2 separate regions of the Mus musculus genome follow, and region 1 is linked to region 2. The links are chromatin contacts, called in public Hi-C maps. All regions are on one chromosome and are shown on one strand. Each heading gives the region's core, a stretch centred on a gene start, on an enhancer-like site or on the middle of the called end of the contact. The rest is flanking DNA. Distances are from core to core; before and after follow the strand shown.

Evidence for each region. A called contact is a pair of places that touch in the nucleus more often than the background predicts.
Region 1: a contact with region 2 is called in a Hi-C map of the N1E-115 cell line, with 2.2 times the contacts expected there. The contact joins two enhancer-like sites. A contact is called at or near these places in 1 of 15 datasets of contacts at CTCF or cohesin (the NIH/3T3 cell line), 1 of 484 Hi-C or Micro-C datasets (the N1E-115 cell line) and 2 of 115 datasets of contacts at active chromatin or transcription factors (embryonic stem cells and pancreatic cancer cells).

Annotation. Positions count from the first base shown.
Region 1 is chr17:83,543,405-83,547,872 of GRCm38.p6, forward strand. It overlaps Gm41635 (a long non-coding RNA gene), which reads right to left. Exons shown (of 2, transcript XR_877027.2): 2 at 2,276-4,468. Among named protein-coding and RNA genes, the nearest start is that of Gm52292, 3.9 kb to the left of the region's middle. Within about 2 kb of position 2,812, at least 67 of the 459 cell types and tissues checked have an H3K27ac peak or open chromatin away from gene starts, as enhancers often do. A contact at or near this core is called in the N1E-115 cell line, where this site is marked.
Region 2 is chr17:83,375,800-83,380,205 of GRCm38.p6, forward strand. All of the region lies in intron 1 of Eml4 (echinoderm microtubule associated protein like 4), which reads left to right. Among named protein-coding and RNA genes, the nearest start is that of Eml4, 27 kb to the left of the region's middle. Within about 2 kb of position 2,907, at least 42 of the 459 cell types and tissues checked have an H3K27ac peak or open chromatin away from gene starts, as enhancers often do. A contact at or near this core is called in the N1E-115 cell line, where this site is marked.

The DNA.
Region 1 (4,468 bases), core at 1,562-4,061, 170 kb after region 2:
ACGGCCTACCTCTGAACATCTGGGGCACAAGGAAACAACAGAGGTTTGCTCTGTACAGAAAGAGTGTTGATGGACCTCACCTCCTACCCAGACACTGATCTCAAAGGAGACTCAGAGAATTATCCCATCAGTACAGTGAAACCAAAAGAATAAAAAGTTCCTATGCATTGTTCCTAACTAGTAAGACAATTCACATTCACCACACACAAACAGGAAAGCAAGGACATTTAGAATAGCCTCTGTCTTTAACAGTGTGGATGGCTATAGCAAAATACCATGCCCCAGATGGCATACACAACAGAAACCTGAATTCTCACAGATCTGGAGACTGGGGGTCCAAGGTCAGGTGCAGCCTGGTTTTTCTTTTATAATATAGCCAGTCCTATGGGCCCTTATGGGTCCATTTAATCTGAATTACCTCTTAATAATGCTTATCATCAAATACAGTCACACTGGGAATTCAACATGAAAAACTTATTTTTTATTAATTAGTTGTTTGTTTACTTATTTATTGTTTGGTTGATTTTTTGAGGCAGGGTTTCTCTGTGTAGCCCTGGCTGTCCTGGAACTCACTCTCGAGACCAGGCTGGCCTCAAACTCAGAGAGATCCTCCTGCCTCTGCCTCCTGAATGTTGGGATCACAGGTATGTGCGGCCACTCCCAGCTGAAAAAAAAATTTTTTTTAAAGATTTATTTATTTATTATATGTAAGTACACTGTAGCTGTCTTCAGACACACCAGAAGAGGGCATCAGATCTTGTTACGGATGGTTGTGAGCCACCATGTGGTTGCTGAGATCTGAACTCCGGACCTTTGGAAGAGCAGTCGGGTGCTCTTACCCACTGAGCCATCTCACCAGCCCAAAATTTTTTTTTTTTAAAGATAGGGTTTTATGTGGCTCAAGCTGGCTTTTACATTCACTATGAGGGGACATAATCGAATCCACACATCCCAACAGTCTCACATCTGGAGAAGTCCACTCTTTATACCTTTGAACATCTTTATCTCTGTCCTAAGCACATTTGTTTAAAACAGGGCTGTACTGTTTACGCTGTAACCTGCCCTTTCTATTCATTTATACTTGAGGACAGCATTCTCAGTTATTAGATATCTTCCTAGTCTTGGTAAGTTCTCAGAGTCCTTGCTGTGGCAACACCAACTCTCCTGTGGCGTGTGATTCTGGCTGCACATCATTTCTCCCCATTGCTGAGGGAGCTATGATCAACCCCCTGCACTCTGCATAAGACAGATTCTTCCAAACAAACTTAGAGCTGGAGGGACACTTCTAGCGTTCCTGGTGTGTACACCGGGTCTTTTATTCCTATTCCCTCCTCGATAGCAACATCTGAAGCAGCACTGTTTTCTTTCTCCAAATGTTTATTTGGGGACAAACAGAAAGTTATAGCGATAAGTAAGAGATTCCACATGCCGTTCACCTGATGTCTTAGCACCGACCAGAGACCCAACATGCCTGGTCAAAGTCTAACACCCGTACACTGAATTGTATTTGGTTTTTTTAAAATTAGATATTTTCTTTATTTACATTTAAAATATTATCCCCTTTCCTAGTTTCCCCTCTGAAAATCCCCTATCCCCTCCCCCATCCCCCTGCTCCCCAACCCACCTACTCTTGCTTCCTGGCCCTGGCATTCCCCTATAATGGGGCATAAAACCTTCACAGGACCAAGGGCCTCTCTTCCCACTGATGACCGACGAGACCATCTCAGCTACGTATGCAGCTAGAGCCATGCTCTTCCTTTCTTTCTTTCTCTCTTTCTTTCTTTCGTTTTTTGTTTTTTTTCAAGACAAGGGTTTCTCTGTGTAGCCCTGGCTGTCCTGGAACTCACACTGTAGACCAGGCTGGCCTCAAACTCAGAAATCCGCCTGCCTCTGCCTCCCAAGTGCTGGGATTAAAGGCGTGTGCCACTACCACACGGCTGAACTGTATTTCTTACTATTGCTTTTTGAATCTTATTTGTTATCCACTATTGAAAAGCTCGTGATGTTTCAGGGGTGTCTGCTGCCTCTCATGGTAACCATTGACATTGCTCACTGTGTAGATGTCTAACTCCAGCCTATATTTCTTTCAGCAGCACAACACACTAGTCTATACGGCCAACAGGGTGATCTACAGAAATCAGCTTGCATTCTCCTCCCTTAATTCTGTAGAAAGCCAAGGAGAAGGCTCGAGATATGAAAAAGGACACTGTGGGTCCCAACAGAGGCTCTCATGTAAATGTCATGCAGGAAACATTTATAAACAACAGGGCCACAATTGGATTTTGCTCTATATTTGGAAAATTCGGCCCCCTCATTACAAAGCGAGCCGATGTTATCTTATTTAGCTCATTCTTCGGCTCATCTCCTGTAATCATTAAATTACACAGCCATATTTCCAAAGCTCTAAGGAGGAAAAAGTAGATTAGGAATAAAATCTCTTAAGCGCCTTTCGCAGAGCTCCGGATTCAGCCGCGAACGCGGCCGCGGAGCCCCGGGAATGATCTATTCTGAGCCGTCGTCGGGGTGAGTGATTTGTTTCATTTTCCCCGGCTCCCCAATGTTCTTTCTCAGATGTGGAACAAGGATGGAGCCTTTAATATTCTGTTCCTGGATGTGTCCCTGATCGCTCTGTGACCCTGTCCCTCGGGGTGGAAGTGAACGAAGGAATGAGAAATCGTGAAATACACGGATGATCAGAGAGAAGAAATAAAAGTCAGGGGAAAAGGACTGTGGGCTGTTTATCACGCGCCTCTGCAGAGGCTGTTTTGATGTGCTCCGGCCTTGCTCGAAGCTGTCAGGTCGGAAGTCTTTGTTCTTTCCCCAGGAAGGCTCATTTCTCTTAGGTGACTCAAAAACTTAACAAATACTTGGAGAGTTCTCTCAGCATTCCTCAGCCCTGCATTTGGAGGCTGGGTTGTCCTCCCCACTCAAAGCTGTCTCCAGTCTTCACTGTTCCCTTGCATCTCATTAACTCTCATTTTCTATGAGTCCAACTTGGACTCTTCATCAGGGTTTCCCCGGGGTGTCCCTCGGGCAATCTAGTTTTGGTTGAGAACTCCCCAGGGCTGTCTCAGCCTCAAGCTGTTTCCTTCGTTCTGGGTGCAAATACAGGTTCTCCATGGAGATGTTTGAAAAGGACGCTTCCGTTGAGCTCGGCTGGGCCCGGTCCTCCTCCGGCTGCTCTGCCAGGATGTGAATTTGCATTCCAAATGCAGGGCCCATCTGCCTCATTACTACTGTGACTTTATTAAGAGCATCCTTAGAGATCGGCGGCTTTTTCCAGGCAAGCCATGCCCTCTCCTACAAACCCCACAGACCAGCCAGCACTTTAGAACCAAGAGACAAGCCCAAGAGAGCTGCCTTCGCATTCAGGGCAAAACTGAATCACCTGAGAGCACCCATAACTCACAGCTCATTAGTGTGACCTCAAACTCTCGACTCCAGCGAGTCTAGCTTGCAACAGTACCCTTAAAATTGGCTTATTTACAGTCAGCTAGGGGACCAAGGAATGAAACTTACGTGATAAGGTAGCAATTGGTACAGGATCGCTCCCTATGCGCCCCCCTGAGAAAGCTGTTCTTCCGGGCCTCCTCATTAATCAAGAGCCCTATGCCTAGCACACACACTCTCTCTTTTTTCAATATTTCTTATCTCTTTGATTAATTCAATGAGCAAAGATGAGTTTATGGTACGAAAGTGCTCTTATTTGTATCTTAAAAATTTGGTCCCAACTCTCCCTACCACGCCCGAAGTAGAATTTACAGGGCTCTCTATTCCTAACAAGTACAGCCGCCTCAAATTTCCTAATGAGTCTTTCTATCCGCTCGGCTCAAAGGAAGCCAGGATGTACAGAGGACCACACCTAAGGGGGCGATGCTGAACACTGGGGATGCTTGACAGATGCAAACCAGAGGCTCTGTATACCATGCCTCTACAGTATGGTGCAGGGAGGGAACCTCGTCTCCAGACAGGCAGCTGGCACAGCCCAACTGAGCTCAACGTTGCTATGTTGGAGATGACCCTGAACTTTTGCTCCTCCTGTACTCTGTGGGTTGCTGGGGACTGAACCCAGGGCTTCATGCATCCTAAGCAACCGAGCTACACAACCGCAGCCCCTCTTACCTGCTCTTAATCTACACTTCAGCCCTCAGGCCCCACCCCTCCAGGTCACCTGGCCTTTTCTAATCTTTCGCCTCTCCCCGAGCCTTTATTGATGTCTGTGCTGGCGACACCCAGAACTCCAGAGTCTTCCTCCTTCATTCCTTGGGCATGCTTGCTGGGCTGGCACTCTGATTCTATAATCCAAGATGTGGAGGTGGCAGGCAGGGAAGGTGTCAGTCGGAATGGGCTTGGCTGGTGACTTTTCTGTGACTTGAGCTCCAAAGGCTGGGTGTGTTTCAAGGCCAGATGATGACTGCTACGGACAGGTCACCACTAGACAAGCTAGTTAACCTCTCTAAGCCTCCTC
Region 2 (4,406 bases), core at 1,657-4,156:
TCTATGATTTACTTTAGATTGTTTTTATTTAGTGTATGATAAGAGCTAAAGTTGGTTTTTTTCCTTACCAACATCCTTGTTAAAGTTATTAAAGATTGCTTTATTTCCTATTAAAGTTTAAACAGTCTGTAATAAAATCCTCTTCCTTCCCTCTGTCTTTCTCCCTCCATCTATCCCTCTGAACTTGCACATGCTAGATAAGCGCTCTGAGCTGAATCTTCAACCCCAGTCTGTCCCAGGTAGTTAGATGATTAGCAAGATCGCTCGCTGTTTGTGGTAACTGTGCTTTTGATGACAGATTTATAGAACTGGTTTTGTGGCCTTAGAATAATGTGTTCCTTTCTGCTCTGAAGAGGTTTATGATCACTCTGCTGTGCTATTGACAAGACATTAGCACATATGCCTTGCATAGTAATCACTAATGTGAAAGATGATGTGTTATATTTTAAAGGATATAATACTCCTTTATATATTTAAAAGATCTAGAATACTCATGGTGCTGAAGGTAGAATGCTGAGTTACTACATGCTAAAAATTACATAAATGCATTAATTTTAGTAAACTTTTAAGATTTATTTTATTTTACTTGTAAAATATTTTGTTTGCATGTTTGTAAGTGTACTGTGCGTGTGCCTGGTGTCTGAGAAGGCCAGAAGGAGGAACTGGATGCCCTGGGACTGGAGTTAGGGATGATGGTACTCCACCAAGTGAGTGTGGAGTTAGGGATGAAGGTACGCCACCATGTGAGTGTGGAGTTAGGGATGATGGTACGCCACCATGTGAGTGCTAGGAACTGAATCTAGGTTCTTAGGCAAAAACAGCAAATGTTCTTAACCTCTGAGCCATTGCTTCAGCCTCTCTAGAATCAGAACTATTGAGCTGAAAACAAAATCCTTTCATTGTTAAATTTTGTGGTGACATGGTTAAATATAAAATTTAAGACAAAATTTTCAAACATAGTTCTTATGTTTGAATTACTTATGCCAGAACCATTATATAAACATGTAAACATATTACATAAACCCAGTTGTCTTGCATTTTTGAGATAGCAGCATTTAAACATGAGCGATCTCTCAAAGGACTGAATTTTAATTTTATTACTCTCTTAGGATTTGTGCCAGTTTTTGGTTAATCATTATCTTGTTGATTATGTTTGGTTCCAGATGACTCATTTTTCAAGGAGCTTTATTGCAACATAGCATATTTACTACAGGAAGCCTGGACGGAAAGGGAGCATCAGGCTGTTGGAGACTGTGTTTCTCCAGTCTTTATCGTCCCAGGTGTTATTAAAGTTAATCATTTTTCAATAACCGTTTTCTCTGTAAACCCAGTACTTCATTAACCAGATGGTACATCATTTACTTCTTGGCAGATGAAAGTTTATCTTTGATAGCTGTTTAAATTTGGTTGTACTACCACAGCGTGCTTAAACTTATTTTATTTTCATGGAGTTGAGGTGACTATTATAGTTAGCTAATAATTTTGGAATCAGAGATCTGAGGGTTGTTCCTTGTTTCTAGAATTTACTACTTTGGAAGATTGGACAAATATATCTCTGAGCCGCAGTATTCATTTAAGTGAATGTCTGAATTCTAATGAATCTACATAAAAACATTTATCTTGGGACTGGGGGTATAGCTTAGTTGGTAGAGTGCTTGTCTAGTAGCATCTTGAGGGCCTGGGTTAGATTCCCCAGCACCACATTAACTGGACAGGGTATTGCACAACTGTATTCCCCAGGAGGGGGAGGCAAGGAGAGCAGAACTTTCAAGGTCATTTCTATTACATAGCAAGTTCAAGACTAGCCCAGACTATGAGATTTAGTCTCAGAACCTAAGTTTCTAAAGGACATAAAAAGAGTGTCTAATGCTTAATATGTACTTAATTCACTGTAATTTTGTATTGATGATCATTACCTGTTGACATTCATAGTGGATATTTAAAGTGTGGAGTGTTAGCCATTTTAGCTTCCTCTAACTAGGCTCTAACAAGCAATGGACACGACGTAAAGGAGATGCCTCCTTCTCTTTCTGAAGTCAGACTTTGATAATAGAATTGGTGAATCCAAAGGACAGGTGGAGAGTCCACTGCAGTCAACAACAAGTCTAGACCATGGATGCTTTTCTATGAGCAAGTTTAATTAGCCACGCCCTCTCTGAATGCATTCCACTTAGGCTGGCAGGGAGTGGCAAGAGAATTCAGATCTGTCTTCGGCAATCTAACAGAGACCCTGGGGCAAAAACTAGAGCTAGAAAGGGAAAGAGGCCTGCCTGTCTTTTATGGGGTATAGGTGGGTTGAAGGTTTCGGGAGCAAACAGAAAAGATAAAGTGTGATGAGGGTGGGGGCAATTAAAAACATGAAAGCAATTTGTTTTCCAAGACTAAGGCTAAAATTTAGGATGAGAAGCTGCTGCGGGCAGTAGTCAGTGGTCAGAGAGGCGTGAACAGAATAAATTGTAGCCAGCTGTCCACTCCTTAAGTCAAAGAACAGAGATGATCACAGGGACCTCGGAGCTGCTCAGACCGGCGGTGCTGGAAAACTAGTTAGGTAGTCAGTCTAGCATTAAATCTTGTCTGTAATTTGGACAGTGGGAAATGGGATTGTGGATAATGATGAATGATTAAGTCAGTTAGGATCTAATTACAAGGAGGAAAGATGTAACAGGACAGACACTCTGGAGTAGCCACGTGTGCCACAGTAGGAAGATAGATCTTCTGTGTGAAAGGTAGCCAGTGAGCAGCTGCCATTTTTACTCAGCGAGAGTGGAAGTGATGTCTCTCAGAACACCCTCTTTGCTTTGAGTTTATTTGTGAAAGAACATTGCCAAGGGCATGCATAGTGAAGGGTTGGAAAGTGGCCTTCCTATTGGTAGAGAGGACAATTAGGGAAGGAATCGTGCTTTCAGAAATCCTTGTTCTGTCACTTACCAGCCAGATGGTGGATATGTGACGGAGCATCAAAGGGAGGCAGTTGGTTTTCTGGTGGTATCATATGAATTCATTTGTGCAAGCTTCAAAAGACTCATCGAAACAGGGTATTAGTATCTATAACAATCTCTAAGTAATTAGGTTGCTGAAATTTAGGGGAGAGCTATCTATGTGTGGATATGGGGAAGGCTCAAAGATTATCATTTCTGACCTATGCAATACACGTGACTGGTAAGCTATAGATACTGCGTGTCTGACTTTGAATGCTGGTTTGTAATTTGGGAAACGTTTAATTTATTCAACAAATACCACATTCTTATTCATTGGTGCTTGTGACCACTTTCCTTTCCTCCTGCAGTAGTTAAAGAGAGAGTTTCAGAAAGTTAGGTGTCATTGTACTCATAAACTTGCTTTCTAGAGACAGTAATCCTCAAGTTTAGCTGTTTGGCTCTAAATTTCATAACAATTTTGAATTCGTATCTGAAGGAATCTTTTTTTTTTTGGCTTGTTTTACAGACACTCATATGATAACATTGGCATGCCTTTCATTGAATCTTTGGTGGGAAAAAAATAGTACATAAAGAACTAAAATCTCCAAGAGGGAAGACAGGAATATGACAAGCATAATTTACTCAGCATTTCTGCTGTGACTTCTCAGCACTGTGGACCGCCTGCCTCCTCTGCTCTCCTGGGCATGATCTTGGTAACTGAAACAAGTCACAGTCTCTGGTGTTGCCCAGAGCAGCAGTGTGGCAGTGCAGTACACTTTTTATATTTATCAGTTGTGTGTATTTGCATGTGTGCAGCACATGTGTGGAAGTCAGAGGACAAGTTTCAGGAGCTGGTTCTCCTTCCACCCACCGGCTCTGAGGCTTGAACTCAGGCTGCCAGGCTTGGTGGTAAGCACCTTCACCTACCACCATCTCACCAGTACTCAGTCTATGAAGTTGATCTTAAGACTGAAACCTTTAGAAAAGATTTGAGTTACAAGTTGTATGTGTGATATATATGTTCAAAAGAATTGAAATCACTAAAGCATTCTTCACAGTAGTTGAAGCACAGAAATCAGTGAGGTGCCTGTTAACGGATGGATTTTGAAATATGGCATGTGCATATATAATAAAGTACCATTTGACTTTAAAGGAAGGGGGAGTTCTGTAGTTTAGCTCTAGAGGCGGTTAGACTAAACAGACTAAGCCAGAGAACTGGGTGACATTACACGTGGAACTGGAGAAAGTGAGTCACAACAGTATCAAGGATGAGAATGACCAAAGGCTGTTGGAGGAGTGGGGAACTGGGGAAAGAGGACAGATGCTGTCAAAGGAGAGAGAGGATTGGGCTGTGGTGACCACACAGTGCCAACAGTGTGAGTTTCTAAGCATCTAAAAAAAAAGCTCTTAAATGTCAATACAAACAAAGGAATAAATGAGGTGACAGAAGTGTTAGCTGGTTTGATTTGATTAGTGCTTGTAATAAGA